Linked DNA regions of Mus musculus: all the other regions are linked to region 2. A link is a contact called in public HiChIP or PLAC-seq and promoter capture Hi-C data. All regions are on one chromosome and are shown on one strand. The core of a region is the stretch at or near the end of the contact, and the rest is flanking DNA. Distances in the headings are between cores, read along the strand shown.

Region 1 (2,700 bases), core at 6-2,505, 420 kb before region 2:
CACCCTCCCCTCCACCTTCCCAGGCCATTGTATCTGAAGTGGCTAAAGAATTCTCCTTCAGTAAAGAGCAAAGAAGAGACTGTTTCCAGAGAACCTTTCACCAGGCTTCAACAAAAGCCTCAGACACTTGCCTGGAGAAAAGGCAGGCAGGCACGGTGATGGTCCTTCAATTACCTGCTTCCAGGCAGGCTTTTGCCATTTGGGAGCCTTCTACCATGAGACCGATACCTGTTATCCCAACACTCTGCAAACTGAGGCAGAATGGTGGTTACAAGCTCGAGGCCAGCCTGAATGTCTAAAAAAAACAAACAAACAAAAAAAAACAACAACAACAAAACAACAACAAAAAAAAAAAACAACTGCTGTTTCCTGTCTTTCCATTCAATGTGATCTGCCAGCCTCCTCCTGCCTGTGTCTCTTCTCCTCCGGGAAGACAAGCTTTTCACCCCCTCTTGTTAAAGAGAGACAGGGTCTTAGAGACTGGGGCAACAGGAAAAGTAAGGGATGGGGTGGAGGAACAACACGCACATGAGAAGGGGGGGGGGGCGTTGAGGTGAGTCACTTCCTGACCTCCACGGCCTTCGCTCCTTTGGGAAGGAAGCGGCTGGCATCCTCTCCCTCTACCCCTCTATTCATTCACAGACCCTTGAAACTCAGATGGGAGTTGAAAGCATCATAGCCCATCTTCCACCCACCAGTGGCTACATAGAACCTGTGGGAGGGGCCTAGTACAGTTCAAGACGGACCTCTCTTTTAATATTGGTATTTTAAACTACTGTTTTGTATCTGGAGACAGAGACTTATATAGCCCAGGCTGACCAGGAACTCACAGTAGAGTCAAGGCTGGCCTTGAACTCTTGATTCTTCTGCATCTACCTCCCAGGTGCAGAATTACAGGCCTGTGCTACAGTTTCTAACTGTTTGCTGATTGGTCTTTCCCCTCTGTTTTAGCCCAGAGAACACATTCAGAGGTGAGAGAAGTTAAGGACATTCCTTTCTCGGTTTCATCTGTTTCTCCTAGCCAGCTGTAGTCCATCACGGGCTGTACTGTCTCAGTTCTCCTTCCCCAAGGCTCCCCACGCCCCACTCTCCGGATTTAAAACTGGGGCCCGGAGCGCGCTCCTGGGTAAACCCCTCTTACCTGGGCGCCGCGGCGCTCGGGGTGAAGCGAGAACTTGCGACTCACGCGTGAAAGGCGAGAGCGCTCAACCCCTGGCTACTGGGCAGGTCCTGGGACAAGGATCCCGCCTTGGCCGCGCAAAGCGGTTATAAAGGCTTCTGTCGCCGGAGGGAGGGAGAGGGTGAACCGAGGGACAAGGGGCGGGGGCGGGGCGGAGGGAGAGGACACGCCTAATCCAGTTCCGCGGCACTTCTCGCTGTTGTGAAAATAAAGTCACCGTGCCAGAGAATGAACTGAAAGCCTCCCTGACGTCAGAAGCACAGTCACTCATGAAATAGGTGGCGGGGTTGCGGGGGAAGCACCCTAGACTGCCAGGCGTAGCTCTCGACGAGTGTTCAGGTCGGTCCCAGAGCTCCCGCCCTTATGAAAAGAGCCACACGGTGAACCCAGCTACGGATGAGCGCTGCTGGCTGTCATCTCCTGGAGGGAACCACACCCATCCTCCCTGAGGGCACTATAGGGCCCCAAGGGCAAAGACTTAAGCCAGCAGCTCCAGGCAGCTCCTTTGTTACTTTCTGTGGGAGAAGTTGGTCTTTATTTCCCCTTGGCGGCACCTGTCTCTCCATCACCCACTCCTTCCTCCGGTGAGCAGGGAGAAGCCAAGTTTAAATGGGAAGAGACAGCCACTCACTCTCCTGTGGGTCCCCCAGTCGCGGCTAAAGAGTAAAGACCAAGGAAAAGTTGAGACGCTTCAGCAAGGCCCTTCTTGGAACTGTCGCATAGCCAAGTTAGCATGGCCTGACTGAGAGATCATATCGCCTTTCTTTTAACCACCTCTCCAAAAGTTTGACAAAGCAGTTGATAGGAACAGAGACGCCAGATAAAATTTTGAAATGAAGGAATTTGCCTTTGGTGTCTGATTCCTCCTGCTTAGGTAGGGGCCCGCAGCGCATCCATTATCAGGCCAGTCCGGCTGAAACCTGCCTGCTCCGTAGTCAAAAAGTCCTGGAATGTCAACGCACTGGACCAGGTTTACCCCGTTGGTTGCGTTGGTGGGCAGCGGGGGAACTAAGCTTTTTAGGTAGTAGGGAAGGCCTGGAGCAGGCCTTCTAAGTGCTTTAGTTCAGTTTTAATACAATTTTTCATGTATGGCGACCCCCAGCCATAAAATTATCTTTGTTATTACCTCATAACTGTAATTTTGCTTCTGTTATGAATCTTAATATACATATCTGTGCTTTTTACTGGGCTTAGGTGACCCCTGTGAAAAAGATGTTTAACCCCTACAAGGGGCTGAGACCCACTTTTCTCCACACCCTTAAATGCTTTTTAAAATGTAACAAACAATCTTGCCAGATGGTAGGGGCTCACAACTTTAATCCCAGCACTCCTAAGGGAGAGGCAAGCAGATCTCAGTGAATTGGAGGCCAGTCTGCTCTACACAGTGAGTTCCAGAACAATCAGGGATGCACAGAGAAACCCTGTCTCAAAAAAAGAAAAGAAAAGAATAAAATGTAACAAGCCAGGCCTGGCGCGGGGCACCTCTGTAACGCCAGCACTTGGGTGGTAGAAGCAGGTAG
Region 2 (2,700 bases), core at 93-2,592:
GTAAAGATGTGGGCAAAAATGGGTATACTATAAACATTATCCTGGCACGGGATGTGTACGTTCTATCAGAAATGAGCCTATGCTCATTTCTATGGTTCCCGGATGAGCAACTGTCTGATAGGATGCTACACTACTTCCCCTAAAGTGTGCTTCTGGCCTGATACAGAAAAAAAAAAAGTATGAGATGAGCCATTTTTGCGGGTTTCTTAAAAACAGACGTGATACTCTAGGCCTTCCAAGGAATGAAAACATAACAAAGCTAGTAGCTGCAAGCCCCTGACTGCAGGTCTTGAAGGAACGCCCTTCAGCATGAATCATCTGTTAGCTTCCACATTTCTAAGTTGCAAAGATTACCAAGTAGAGAGCCACTCTGAGACTCTTTGGCTATGAGAGAGTTTAACTAATTAGGCTTGTAACCCTTGAGCCTATCGAGGGCCCTCTCAGAGGTTACCTAAGTAACAACAAAAGGACCAAATGGTTTTCAATTGCCAGCTGTTTTATTGAGCACTTACTACAGGTACAGGACAAAACCCTTCCAAATCCTACCCCAAATGCTAAGAGACGTCTAAAAAATGTGAACAGAAGATACACGAGAGACTGCCTGCCACCTGGCCAACTTATTTTTAAAATTATTAAAACAAAACAAAACAAAAAACCGATACCTGAGTGGCCAGAGAGCGGTGCCTGGAAATATTTGCACCCAAACACTGAGAGTGACCGCCCAGTGCTCACAGGACCCTTCTGAAAAGGTTCCTCGACACCCCGATTTTCAGAAAACCTGATCTTGGAGGACTCGGGTATGATCGATCCAGTGTGACCCAAGTCTCCACGTCAGTGTGGAGTCCAGGAACCGAACACTAAGTAGGTCGTCTTTTAGAAATTAGAGTGAAGCCGGGCAAGCCGGTTTAGGGGACTAGGACTGGGGCGGGAGGCCACGCTTTTTTTGTGTTAGGGAACACAGAGGGCCTGCACCGGGGCGGTCGGCTTCGCCAGCAACACCGGTGCGGGGAGGTGAGGCACCGACCTGAGGCGTTCAGATCGCCGGGGCGGCTCTCGGCCTCCGCGCTCTGCTCGCTGCCCATGGCCCCTGCAGCGGAGGGACACCGGGGCAGAGGCTAGGGAGAGCGGGGAGACCCCGCTGGGCCACAGACACTTGGAGAGGCGCCGCTGGAAAGCACGCCGCTCGCGTTGACAGGAGGCTCGGGACGCCGGCAGGGCTGCAGCCGCGACCGGCGGGCGGCGCTGCTGTCATTCACTGGCTCGGTGGCTTCAGCTCGCTCCTTCCGGGACGCCGATTGGCCGGGCCGGCAATGCGCGGCCTTCAGTTCCGGGTTTGGAGGTCCCGCCTCCAAACCCGAGGGGTGGGGCGGGGCAAGAGACGCGCGCTGGAGGCTGGGGCGGCGCTGCCTTAAAGGGCTAGGCTTCCCCAAGGCCAAAGATGTCCAAAAGATAAAGCCTTTTCCTACCCCCGAAGACACATTAATTACCTTTGAGCAACACATATTAAGAACCATAATGCTGGGGCTGGAGAGATGGCTCAACGGTTAAGAGCACTGACTGCTCTTCCGAAAGTCCTGAGTTCAATTCCCAGCGACCAAATGGTGGCTCACAACCATCTGTAATGGGATCTGATGCCCTCTTCTGGTGCGTTTGAAGACAGCTGTAGTGTACTCATATACATAAAAATCAATTAATAAATAAATCTTTTTAAAAAAAAAAAAAAAGAACTGTAATGCTGGTTATCTTCAAACGACTTTACAGAATGGTCTGGGTTTTTGTTTTTGAGATAGAAGTTCACTCTGTATGACCCTGGTGACCTCGAATTCTCGATCCTGGCTCAATCAACAGAAGTGCTGGGTTACAGGGTAAACCACCACCATGTCAGGCAAAAATCGGTATTTTTACACCTATTTTACCAATGAGGAAGAAAGGTAGTCTGTAGCCCTCAAATTTCAATTCACACTAGTACAGAAGCAGAGTTCTTTTCTAAACTTTGAAAGCAGGGAGTTTTGTAGTAGGAGGCCATACAGGAAATGCCAAGACTGTGTGTGTGTGTGTTTTAAGGAGTTAGAAATAAGTAAGAAATTGTTAGAATATGCTGTTTTATTGACAGATCACTATGGAACTACCAGAAGCCAGGAAGATAAACAGCTAATACAAAAAAAGGAAACTGCTTATCTGAGCCAATCTCATATAGATGGGTAGTAACCCAATGCCTTATAGGGATTCTCTCATCTGTTTCAAGATATTACAAGCAGCTTGGCTTTATGATGTATGCCTGTGTTGCTAAAATTCCTTCCTTGGGGGAGATATAAATACATCTATACCCTTCTACAGTCTCAACTACCACCGAAGTTCAATCCCTTTAAAATATCTAATATCTTGAAATTCAAAGTCTTTTTACAATTCAGTCTCCTATCTGTGGGCTCCACTAAAATACTTTCATACTTCAAGAGGGAAAAATACCAGGGCATAGTCACAATCAAAAGCAAAATCAAACTCTGACTATCCAATGTCTGGGATCCACTCTCGATGCTCTGGGCTCCTCCAAGGGCTTGTGTTACTTCTCCAGCTCAGCCCTTTGTAGCACCCACCTTGTTTTCTAGGCTCCAGATGCCTGTACACCAGTGTTGCTGTTCTCAGTGGTACTGGCATCTCCAAAACACTGCTGTTTTCTGCTACAACTGGACTGCACTTTCA
Region 3 (2,700 bases), core at 170-2,669, 340 kb before region 2:
CAGACTCAATCCACAAGGCTGCCGAAATGAATACACGAATAAATAAACCACTCAGGACTGGGAACAGGGAGGTAGGTTACTACTGGGTTATGGGTCAAGTTTCCAAAGGCTCTGGAGCCTGGGACAAGTCACACAAGTTCCCAGAACCCGTTAACTGTGCGTTCCAACAGAGATTATGCTGTCTTCTGCTTTCCTTCCAGGGAACAAAATCTATGGACACCATCCACAGATTTAAATAAAGGTTTAAACGGGAAGGTGGAGACTATTAGAAAGCTGCTCCAGGTAAATGCTCTGAAAACAGAGACTTTGCTCTGTTTTCAAAATGACACTTGGGCTGAGGATGCAGCTCAGGGGTAGAGCCATTGTCTGGTGTGACACCCTATTCTATTCCCCAACTCCTGACAAACAAGGACCAATAAAAAGAAGAGAACACCTTAAAAGTAGCAAACCGTGCATGTAACGTAACAAAAACTTTTCATTATGTGGAGACTTGTGTCCTAGGGACTCAAGGTACTTGCCCCCCCCATTCTCATTATATCATTATATTCTCTCTCTCTCTCTCTCTCTCTCTCTCTCTCTCTCTCTCTCTCCTTCTCTCAATGTCCCTGTCCCTCTCTCTAATCCTAGCACTTGGGAGGCAGAGGCAGGATCATTGAGAGTTCAAGGCCAACCTGGTCTAAATACTGAGTTCTAGGCCATCCAAGGCTACATAACAAGAATTTGTCTCAAGGTAAAAAAGAAAAGGTGCTAGCTAGCAGCTCACTGGAGGCTTCCTTGGGTCCAGATGGACTGAAGCCAATAAAAGGTGACTAAGGGAGAAAGCTGAATGTACCAGGTTCATCTGTAAAAGGCCATCTGTCCTGGTAATGAGGGAGCCCCATTTTCATACACACTGTACTCTCCACCAGTCAGAACTTCTTAAAGGCACCAAATAAGTCACTGAAAGAGCATGTCGGACCTGAACGAGCAGGGCAGAAGTTATTTAATTTTTTATCTTTCTCCATTTGTTTTTGTTGTTTTTAAAGACAGGCTGTTACATAGTCCAAGTTGACCTCAAACCCCCGATTCTCCGGCCTCCACCTCCTGAGTTCTAGAATTCCAGGCTTGCATCGGCATGCACAGCCAGAACTCATTGTCCTCGGTTAAGATGAAGGCCTTTAGAGACCGGCTACCAACAGCTGATGTTTCTCAGTGCCCCCAGAAGAACACTGGTCTCCTGACTCATAGGTCCTACAGCTCCTGGTTGACCTCCATGATCTAGCTGACCAGTAAGAAGTTTTCAGGTAACAAGAAGGTTGGGAAAAAGTCACTCCAAATACATGACGCCTCGAGAGTTGACCCCGATATCACCAATCCCATTGCAGACACATCCCTCGGACTCCCCACTTACCCTTCACTCTGGCCTCCAGGAAGAAAAGTGGGAGACTGTTTCTGGACGAGCATACTTTATAGCTCCCAGGAGCCAATGACGGCTCTGGGAAAGCCTTGTCTCATTCTGAGAAGCTGCTGTTTCCTGCCCTGACCCCTGCTGCCTTCGGCCAGGATATGACATGTTGGAAAAAGAGACGCTGGCAAAGCACGTCCCGTATTTAGGAAATGAATATTGTGTGTTCGCTTTCCCCTCCAAACGCAGGAAGAGAACCACAGGCTCTTCCCCAACTTGAAACAAGTGCTGTCATCTCCCAGTGGGGATACCCTGCCTTTCCTCTCCTGAGAATAGCTACTGACGCCATCGGGGGAGGCTTTCCCACATGCCCCAGGCTGCCCAATTATAGTGTTTCTTTGAGAGGACTCCATCAGAAAATCATTTTTAAAAAGAAATAGGAGGGACCGGAAAACTTAATTATGATCGATACAGCCACTCATGGTCCTTTTCAAAGAGCTTTGTGGGGATGTAAGTAGCTGAAGCATGTGACCCATTAAGGGAGGGCAGCCAGCACCAAGGAGCGCCTAAAATTCAAGACCACGCCCACAGGAAGTGCTGCGTGCAGTTTAGGGCATCTCCAGCTGTGGAGAAGACACAGGAGGTCTCAAAAAGGGCACACTGCGGGGCCAAGTGCGTCAGAAAAATCACTGGGGTCAAGCTGCACACCGAGCTAATTATACACTTTCCATGGCAGCGGGGAGATGATGGCTTCCGGGGTTTTCATATGAAGCGAGGACTGTAGCTTGCATCATGGTTAAATGAGTGGATTCTAGCTACAGGTTCCCCAGCAGGGTCTGAAAAACAGTTATCTATTACAGAGCGTGCAGGCGGGGAAATGAATGTAGCTTCTTTCTGTGCCTTTACCCAGACCAGATGGCGATGCACCCCATAGCTATCCCTGAAGCAGTTAGGGTGGGGGTGGGGGGAGGGGAGAAGCTGAAGCTTAGTTGGGAAACCCAGTCTCACCAAAGGACCCCTGACACCATCGTCAAAGGCCAAACTGGTTTTCACCTAAATGATTCATGTCTCCAGCTGGAGGTGCAGTAGACTAGCACGCGGAGGCCCTGGATTCTAACACTGGCACCCAGAAACCCATCACTGTGGCCCACCCCTGTAATTCCAGCACCAGGAAGTAAAAGCTTGAGGGTTAGACATTCAAGGTCAGCTTCGGATTCATAGCTAGTTGGAATCCAGCCTGGGCTACGTGAGACCCTGTTCCCAAAACGAAACAAAAGTCCCCCTTATTCATTTGGAGTCTCTTGCATCTGTTCAGT
Region 4 (2,700 bases), core at 141-2,640, 390 kb before region 2:
GAGGTAAAATAATATATATGTACACACACATATCTGTATATATATACTTTTTATAAATTTATAAAGATATATATAAAACACTTTGTCTCTGTTCTGTAACACACTCTCTCTCTCTCTCTCTCTCTCTCTCTCTCTCTCTCTCTCATCTCTATCTCTGGGGTGGTATGGTGTGTGTGGGTATAAGGGTATGTGTTTTGAACATGGGAAGGCTCACTCGTGTGTGTGTGTGTGTGTGTGTGTGTGTGTGTGTGTGTGTGTGTGTGTGTAGGCCAGAGGTCAACATCCAGTGTCTTCCTTGATTGCTCTTCCTATCATATGGGTCTCAAGGACCAAGCTCAGATAGTTAGGCTTGGCAGAAAGCTCCTTTACCCACTAAATCACCCCACAAGCCCACAACCATATTTTTTTGTTTTTGAGACAGAGTTTCTCATTGAACCTAGAGTTCACCAATTGACTACACTGACTGGCTAGAGAGTCCCAGATGTCCAGCCTCCCTTCCCAAGTGCTGTGATCACAGGCACAGGCCACCACACCAACTGTTCATGAGTTCCGGGGATCTGAACTCAGGCCCTCCTACTTGTACAGCAAGCACTTCAGCAGCTGAGACGTCTGTCCAGCCTCTCATTTTCTTTTTAATGCCAGGAATCAAACCCAGAGCCACGTGCATGTAAACACAGCCTTTGCCATTGAGCTATGCCCTCAGGCCCACAGCCCAATATTGCTGACCATCATGCCTGACTGCTGCTATCATTCTTTTGGATGGAGGACAAGTCCCCATCACTTTGGGCCAAAGACAAAAAGAATAAGTGACTCACTAGCTCCCTGGCACCAAGCCATGAGATAACATGGACAAGTGAAAGCTATGGACTGGCCTGGATGAGGGTACAGCAAAACAGAGGGATATATCGTGAAAGAGGATTCAAGACCCTGAACAACTTACTCTCATACACACTGTGCATTGGGAAGGAAATGCCTGTATTCCCAGGCTCCAGACTGGAGGGGGAGAACCAGGAGTTGGTGACCTATCAATACCTAGATAGGCAGGGGAGACTTTAGCACAAATGGAAAGCTAGCACAGATAGGGACCAGGGAACAGAGCAAGGCTGCATTTTATACAGCATTTAGTTCTCCCAGTCCTAGAGTCTGGGTAACCCAGAGATCCCTGCACACAAAAGGCAAGCTCTCTACCTGTGAGGAAACACCCCAGGCCTGGCCTGGCAGTCCTGTTAAAGACTATCACCCTTCAGATACCTATAGGTACTTCTCATACCTGCCCTGATTGCTACCCCTTAGTCACTGCAGGCCACACAAGAGTACACTGTGTGCCCTTTGATTCTGCACTGCACCCCAGTCACTGCTCACTAGTAACTATTTTTTCCCACAGAGGAAGTGAGGGCGAGCATTTCCCCCTTCTGCCATCTACCGGTGAAAACGAAGATGTTCTGTTATCCTCTCTTAATGGTTGCCCATTGGAAACTAAGTTGGCATCTGAAAGCTTATAGGCATAACACTCATTTGTTATGTGGAGCACATTTAAGGAAATGCAATACTGCCACCACTGGCTGATTCCTTTCGTTCAGTAAGTGCTTGTTGAGTGTATAATGTGAAATGCATACAAAAGACACACATACACATCATATAAGGACTGAGATTTGGAATCAAATTTGGTTTTGTTTTTTTGGTTTGTGTATGTGCTTTTGTTTGGGTCTTTTGACCTAAAATTTTTTTGCATCTATTTATCAGAGGTAGGGTGGAAACTATCACAGGATGTTAAGAGATTAAGAGGAAGTTCTGTGAGTCAGTTCTCTCATTATATGAGTCCTGGGGGGATCAATCTCAGGTCCTCAGGTTTAGTAGCAAGTGCCTTTACCTGCTGAGCCACCTCACTGGCTCTGTTTTCCAAAAGATGGGGTTTCCACGTAGCCCAGGCTGGCTCCAAACTACCTACGCAGCTGATGCTGGCCTTGAACTCCTGATCTTCCTGCTTCTTCCTCCTAAAATCTGAGATTACTGGTATCAGATGAACAGATGGCTGTAAGCAGACGAAAGCTCTACCATGGTTTGAGAATGGCCCCCAATGCATGGAGGTGTTTGGGAAGAATTAGGCGGCGTGTCCTTGTTGCAACAGGTGTGTCACTGGAGGTAAACTTGGAGGCTTCGAACGCCCATTCCAGGCCTAATCTCCTTCGTTCTGCCTCCTGTTTGTGGATCAGATCTAAGCACTTAGCTACTGCCATGTTCCCTAGCTTGATGATCATGGCATAATCCCGAAACTATAAGCAAGCCCCCAATAAATGCTTCCTTTTATATGATGTCTCCTCACAGCAACAAAGTCTCTAAGACAAGCTCCAGCGGTATCAACAGGTATGAGGGTCCTACAGACTGTGTGGCCTCCAGCTGAGCATGTTCTTGTCTTCAATCATGGCCCAGAGCTCTTGTCTACTTAGGTGTGACTGTTTGGCGATACTTCCCAGACCTCAAGTTTCTGCAGTTATTTTTAGCTGTAGTTTTAGTGCATTCTTGAGACAGGTGAGGCATAAAGAATGTAGGTGTGGGTCACCCTTGAATCTCCAGTGCTTGGGCTGAGTCTCTTGTCATTCCAGCCCAAGAGTGACTCACACCCTTTTATTATCTGCCCCAAGGCTAGGTTTCACCTCAAGAACTCTGGATTAGAATTGCCACAGCCTAGTCTCTAATTTC
Region 5 (2,700 bases), core at 195-2,694, 320 kb before region 2:
ACTGTCAAAGTCAGTAGCAGAAATTGTGTCCTCACCAACGTGCTGGCTGATGAGCCTCCTGAATGCCTTGCCTGTGAACGCAAATCCGGTTCATGGAGATATCCTAAGGAATAAGTGGATTCCAGGACTGTGGCACTGTGCATGTTTCTCTGGGAATGATCCACCAGAGGACGTGAGAGGCTGTCTTCCTGCAAAGTTCAGAAACGTCCAACACAGCATCCGCCATCAGCCCAGCTCATCTGAGGAGCTGCCCTTTCCCACAAGACCCTTCCTTGTCCGTGTGAGATTGTCCGTGTGAGATCCTAGGTGTCTGTTTCACACTGCTGCTGCAGGCAGCCTGCCAGCCTCAACTAGCCTCCTGACTCTGTCTGACAACACAGTGGCGGGGCTATTGGTGTGCTCTGCCATACTTGGCTTTTTAAGTGGGTGCTAGAGATTCGAACTCTGATCTTCACAATTGCACAGCAAGAGCCCTTATCCGCTGAGCCATCCCCCCAGCCCCCAAGGCAGTGATTCTTGAGCCTGGTGGATTCAAATTTAATTCATCTACCCTTCCCTCCTCTGCCCTTGAGGGTAACTCATGACAACATAAAAGAAAATCTAAAACAAGGGCTGCATGCTTGCTTACCTAGCCCTAGCCCTGGCTCACTGAAAGTGAGTCTCTTGTGATTGCTCTGTGGTCCATGAAGAGCCAAGCTGTCTCACAGTTAAACAAACGACAAAGAGTTTCATTCTCCCCAATATCTAAAGAGGCAACGCGTGAAAAAGACACACTCCCCACAATTCAGCCCCTTGCCTAAATTCTCATTGACCCTAAGGCTTCTTCAGCCTGCTGACCCCTACTAAGGCCTTAACAAAGCCCCAGTGACATTGGCAAGGCCCTCCAAGCTCCCAAGGGGCTTTCCAAGGTCTTTCCCCAGGCCACAGCTGTCACAAGCTGACTGCACCATCATTAAAACCTACCTGGCCCAAGATAAGCCCATACAAACCTCCCCTCTGAGATAAACATCCCCACACATGAAAGGCAAGGCTTGGGAGCAAGGCCAATGCGGCCTCTCCTGAAACCTTGGTCTCTCCGTGTTTATTCTCTTGCTTCTTCCTAATTGTGTTTACTTCTTACTTATCAATTTTCTGACCAATGCACCGAATGCTGGACCGTTGTCACGGTGCCCAGGGAACTAATTACGCCCCTCCTCAGAGCTCTAAACAAAGCCAGACAAGACAGCGGAATGGAAGGAGACGCCAGATCACTGTTTATTCCTGATAGAGCTTGATTGCTAAGTGTAGTTTAATGTGAGAAGCAGAAGAGTTTCCCAACTCAGTGGTCTGAAGCTTTATTGGGAAAGAGCCCCAAATCTGCCAATTAAGCCACAGCCCAAGGGCAGAGCTAGGAAAGGCAGCCAGGGAGAGCCGGGCTTATACTAACATAACACAGCTCTCTACCTAAAAGGACAGCCAGCCTTTGGTTTGTTTCAAATTGTTTTGGTTTTTGAAACAAGGTCTCCTATACCACAGCTGGTCTTAAACCTGATTTGTGGCTGACACTGACCTTCAACTTCTGATCCTCCTGCCTCCACCTCCTGAGTGCTAAGATCACAGCTTTGAGCCGCTACACAGTTGATGAAGGTCTAGGGATCAAACCCAGGGCAAGTACTCACTCAAGTACTCGAGTCACCAAACTAAACCCCAGCTTTGGTTCGTTTTCCTTTCCTTTTTAATTGTTAGGTTTGTTGTGTGGATGTGTGGATGGGAACCAGTGTGCCACAGCGCAGGGGTGGAGGTCAGAGGACAACTTCAACCACTTCCTGGGCTCTAGGCATAGAACTCAGGCTTTGAGTGCCCTACCCACTGAGCCATTCACTTGGCCTTGGGTCGGGTGCTTTGGGCTTTGTGTGGAACAGCATCCTGCTGTGTTCCTGGGGCTGGCCTAGAAGTCCATATAGGCTGGGCTGATTGCTCTATTTGTAGCTAAAAAACAGTTTTGTTTTGTTTTTGTTTTTAATGTCCCAAGTCAGTCTAAGGAGATTAAACGTAGGGCCTGGTGTTTTCTAAATAAGCATTCTACCACTGAGGTATACCCCCCCCCCAAAAAAAAGCGTTTTTTACTTAGATACATTTGTTTTATTTTGATAGTTAAATCTCTTAAGTAGCCAGGCATGGCTGCACTGGCCTGTAATCCCAGGAAAGAGGAAAACAGACAGGAGAAGGAAAACAGAAAATGTTGGCTTGAGGCTAGCCTGGATTCCACAGTGAGACTCTGTCTCAATCGATCAATTATCCCTTAACTAATCAATTAGTTAAATGAGAACTTCTCAGGCTAACACACCACTTGGAGGCATCAGATGTGCCTCTGGAGCCTTGCTGTTCCCAGGTAGGCATTGACCTTGTGGTAATCCCCCTGCCCCAGGCTCCGGAATTCTGAGGTTATAGGTGTGTGCTACCTTACCCAACTTGAACATTTAAAGAAGGAAAGAGAATGTGAAAAGGGAGAGAACGCTCTTTAGACTGTTATTTGCATTTCCTTGCTTGTCTTCAAAAATTGTGTAGCTAATCCATCCCGCTCCCCTCTCCCCGCTCCCTGCTCCCCACCCCCAACCCCCACCATTCTCCCCTTCTCAAACTTCCAGTCCCTTTCTCTTTTAACCACGACCTCTCTCTGTGTTCGGAAGAGCCTTTTGGCCTCCTCTAGTTCTCCTCTCT

Evidence for each region. Promoter capture Hi-C pulls out the DNA fragments that hold promoters and counts their contacts. HiChIP or PLAC-seq counts read pairs in DNA pulled down with a chosen protein or histone mark.
Region 1: a contact with region 2 is called in a promoter capture Hi-C map of the 3T3-L1 cell line, with 3 times the contacts expected there. The contact joins the promoter of Gprc5a here to the promoter of Borcs5 in region 2. A contact is called at or near these places in 1 of 39 promoter capture datasets (the 3T3-L1 cell line) and 1 of 115 datasets of contacts at active chromatin or transcription factors (embryonic stem cells).
Region 3: an HNF4G HiChIP or PLAC-seq map of pancreatic cancer cells shows a contact between it and region 2. The contact joins the promoter of Apold1 here to the promoter of Borcs5 in region 2. A contact is called at or near these places in 16 of 39 promoter capture datasets (the 3T3-L1 cell line, 3T3-L1-derived adipocytes, the C10 cell line and 11 more), 5 of 484 Hi-C or Micro-C datasets (the N1E-115 cell line, embryonic stem cells, large pre-B cells and 1 more), 11 of 115 datasets of contacts at active chromatin or transcription factors (astrocytes, bone marrow-derived macrophages, embryonic forebrain and 7 more) and 3 of 9 other capture datasets (adipose tissue, liver and pancreatic islet).
Region 4: an HNF4G HiChIP or PLAC-seq map of pancreatic cancer cells shows a contact between it and region 2. The contact joins the enhancer-like site here to the promoter of Borcs5 in region 2. A contact is called at or near these places in 7 of 39 promoter capture datasets (the 3T3-L1 cell line, 3T3-L1-derived adipocytes, the C10 cell line and 2 more), 2 of 484 Hi-C or Micro-C datasets (B cells and CD8 T cells), 2 of 115 datasets of contacts at active chromatin or transcription factors (memory CD8 T cells and pancreatic cancer cells) and 3 of 9 other capture datasets (adipose tissue, liver and macrophages).
Region 5: a promoter capture Hi-C map of liver shows a contact between it and region 2, with 3 times the contacts expected there. The contact joins the enhancer-like site here to the promoter of Borcs5 in region 2. A contact is called at or near these places in 9 of 39 promoter capture datasets (cranial neural crest, embryonic stem cells, frontonasal cranial neural crest and 6 more), 1 of 15 datasets of contacts at CTCF or cohesin (pro-B cells), 22 of 484 Hi-C or Micro-C datasets (B cells, the BV-2 cell line, CD4 T cells and 13 more), 9 of 115 datasets of contacts at active chromatin or transcription factors (bone marrow-derived macrophages, embryonic basal ganglia, embryonic forebrain and 5 more) and 2 of 9 other capture datasets (embryonic stem cells and pancreatic islet).

The regions. Positions count from the first base shown.
Region 1 is chr6:135,064,217-135,066,916 of GRCm38.p6, reverse strand. It overlaps Gprc5a (G protein-coupled receptor, family C, group 5, member A), which reads right to left and starts at 1,255. Exons shown (of 4, transcript NM_181444.5): 1 at 1,142-1,255.
Region 2 is chr6:134,639,582-134,642,281 of GRCm38.p6, reverse strand. It overlaps Borcs5 (BLOC-1 related complex subunit 5), which reads right to left and starts at 1,342. Exons shown (of 4, transcript NM_026371.3): 1 at 1,025-1,342. The coding sequence starts at 1,082.
Region 3 is chr6:134,980,720-134,983,419 of GRCm38.p6, reverse strand. It overlaps Apold1 (apolipoprotein L domain containing 1), which reads right to left and starts at 1,419. Exons shown (of 2, transcript NM_001109914.1): 1 at 1,391-1,419. Gm36428 (a long non-coding RNA gene) reads left to right here. Exons shown (of 3, transcript XR_003956531.1): 1 at 1-282; 2 at 1,026-1,283; 3 at 1,365-1,522.
Region 4 is chr6:135,025,106-135,027,805 of GRCm38.p6, reverse strand. No RefSeq gene overlaps it. Among named protein-coding and RNA genes, the nearest start is that of Ddx47, 15 kb to the right of the region's middle. Within about 2 kb of position 1,390, at least 69 of the 459 cell types and tissues checked have an H3K27ac peak or open chromatin away from gene starts, as enhancers often do. A contact at or near this core is called in pancreatic cancer cells, where this site is marked.
Region 5 is chr6:134,960,630-134,963,329 of GRCm38.p6, reverse strand. No RefSeq gene overlaps it. Among named protein-coding and RNA genes, the nearest start is that of Apold1, 20 kb to the left of the region's middle. Within about 2 kb of position 1,444, at least 39 of the 459 cell types and tissues checked have an H3K27ac peak or open chromatin away from gene starts, as enhancers often do. A contact at or near this core is called in embryonic stem cells, liver and pancreatic islet, where this site is marked.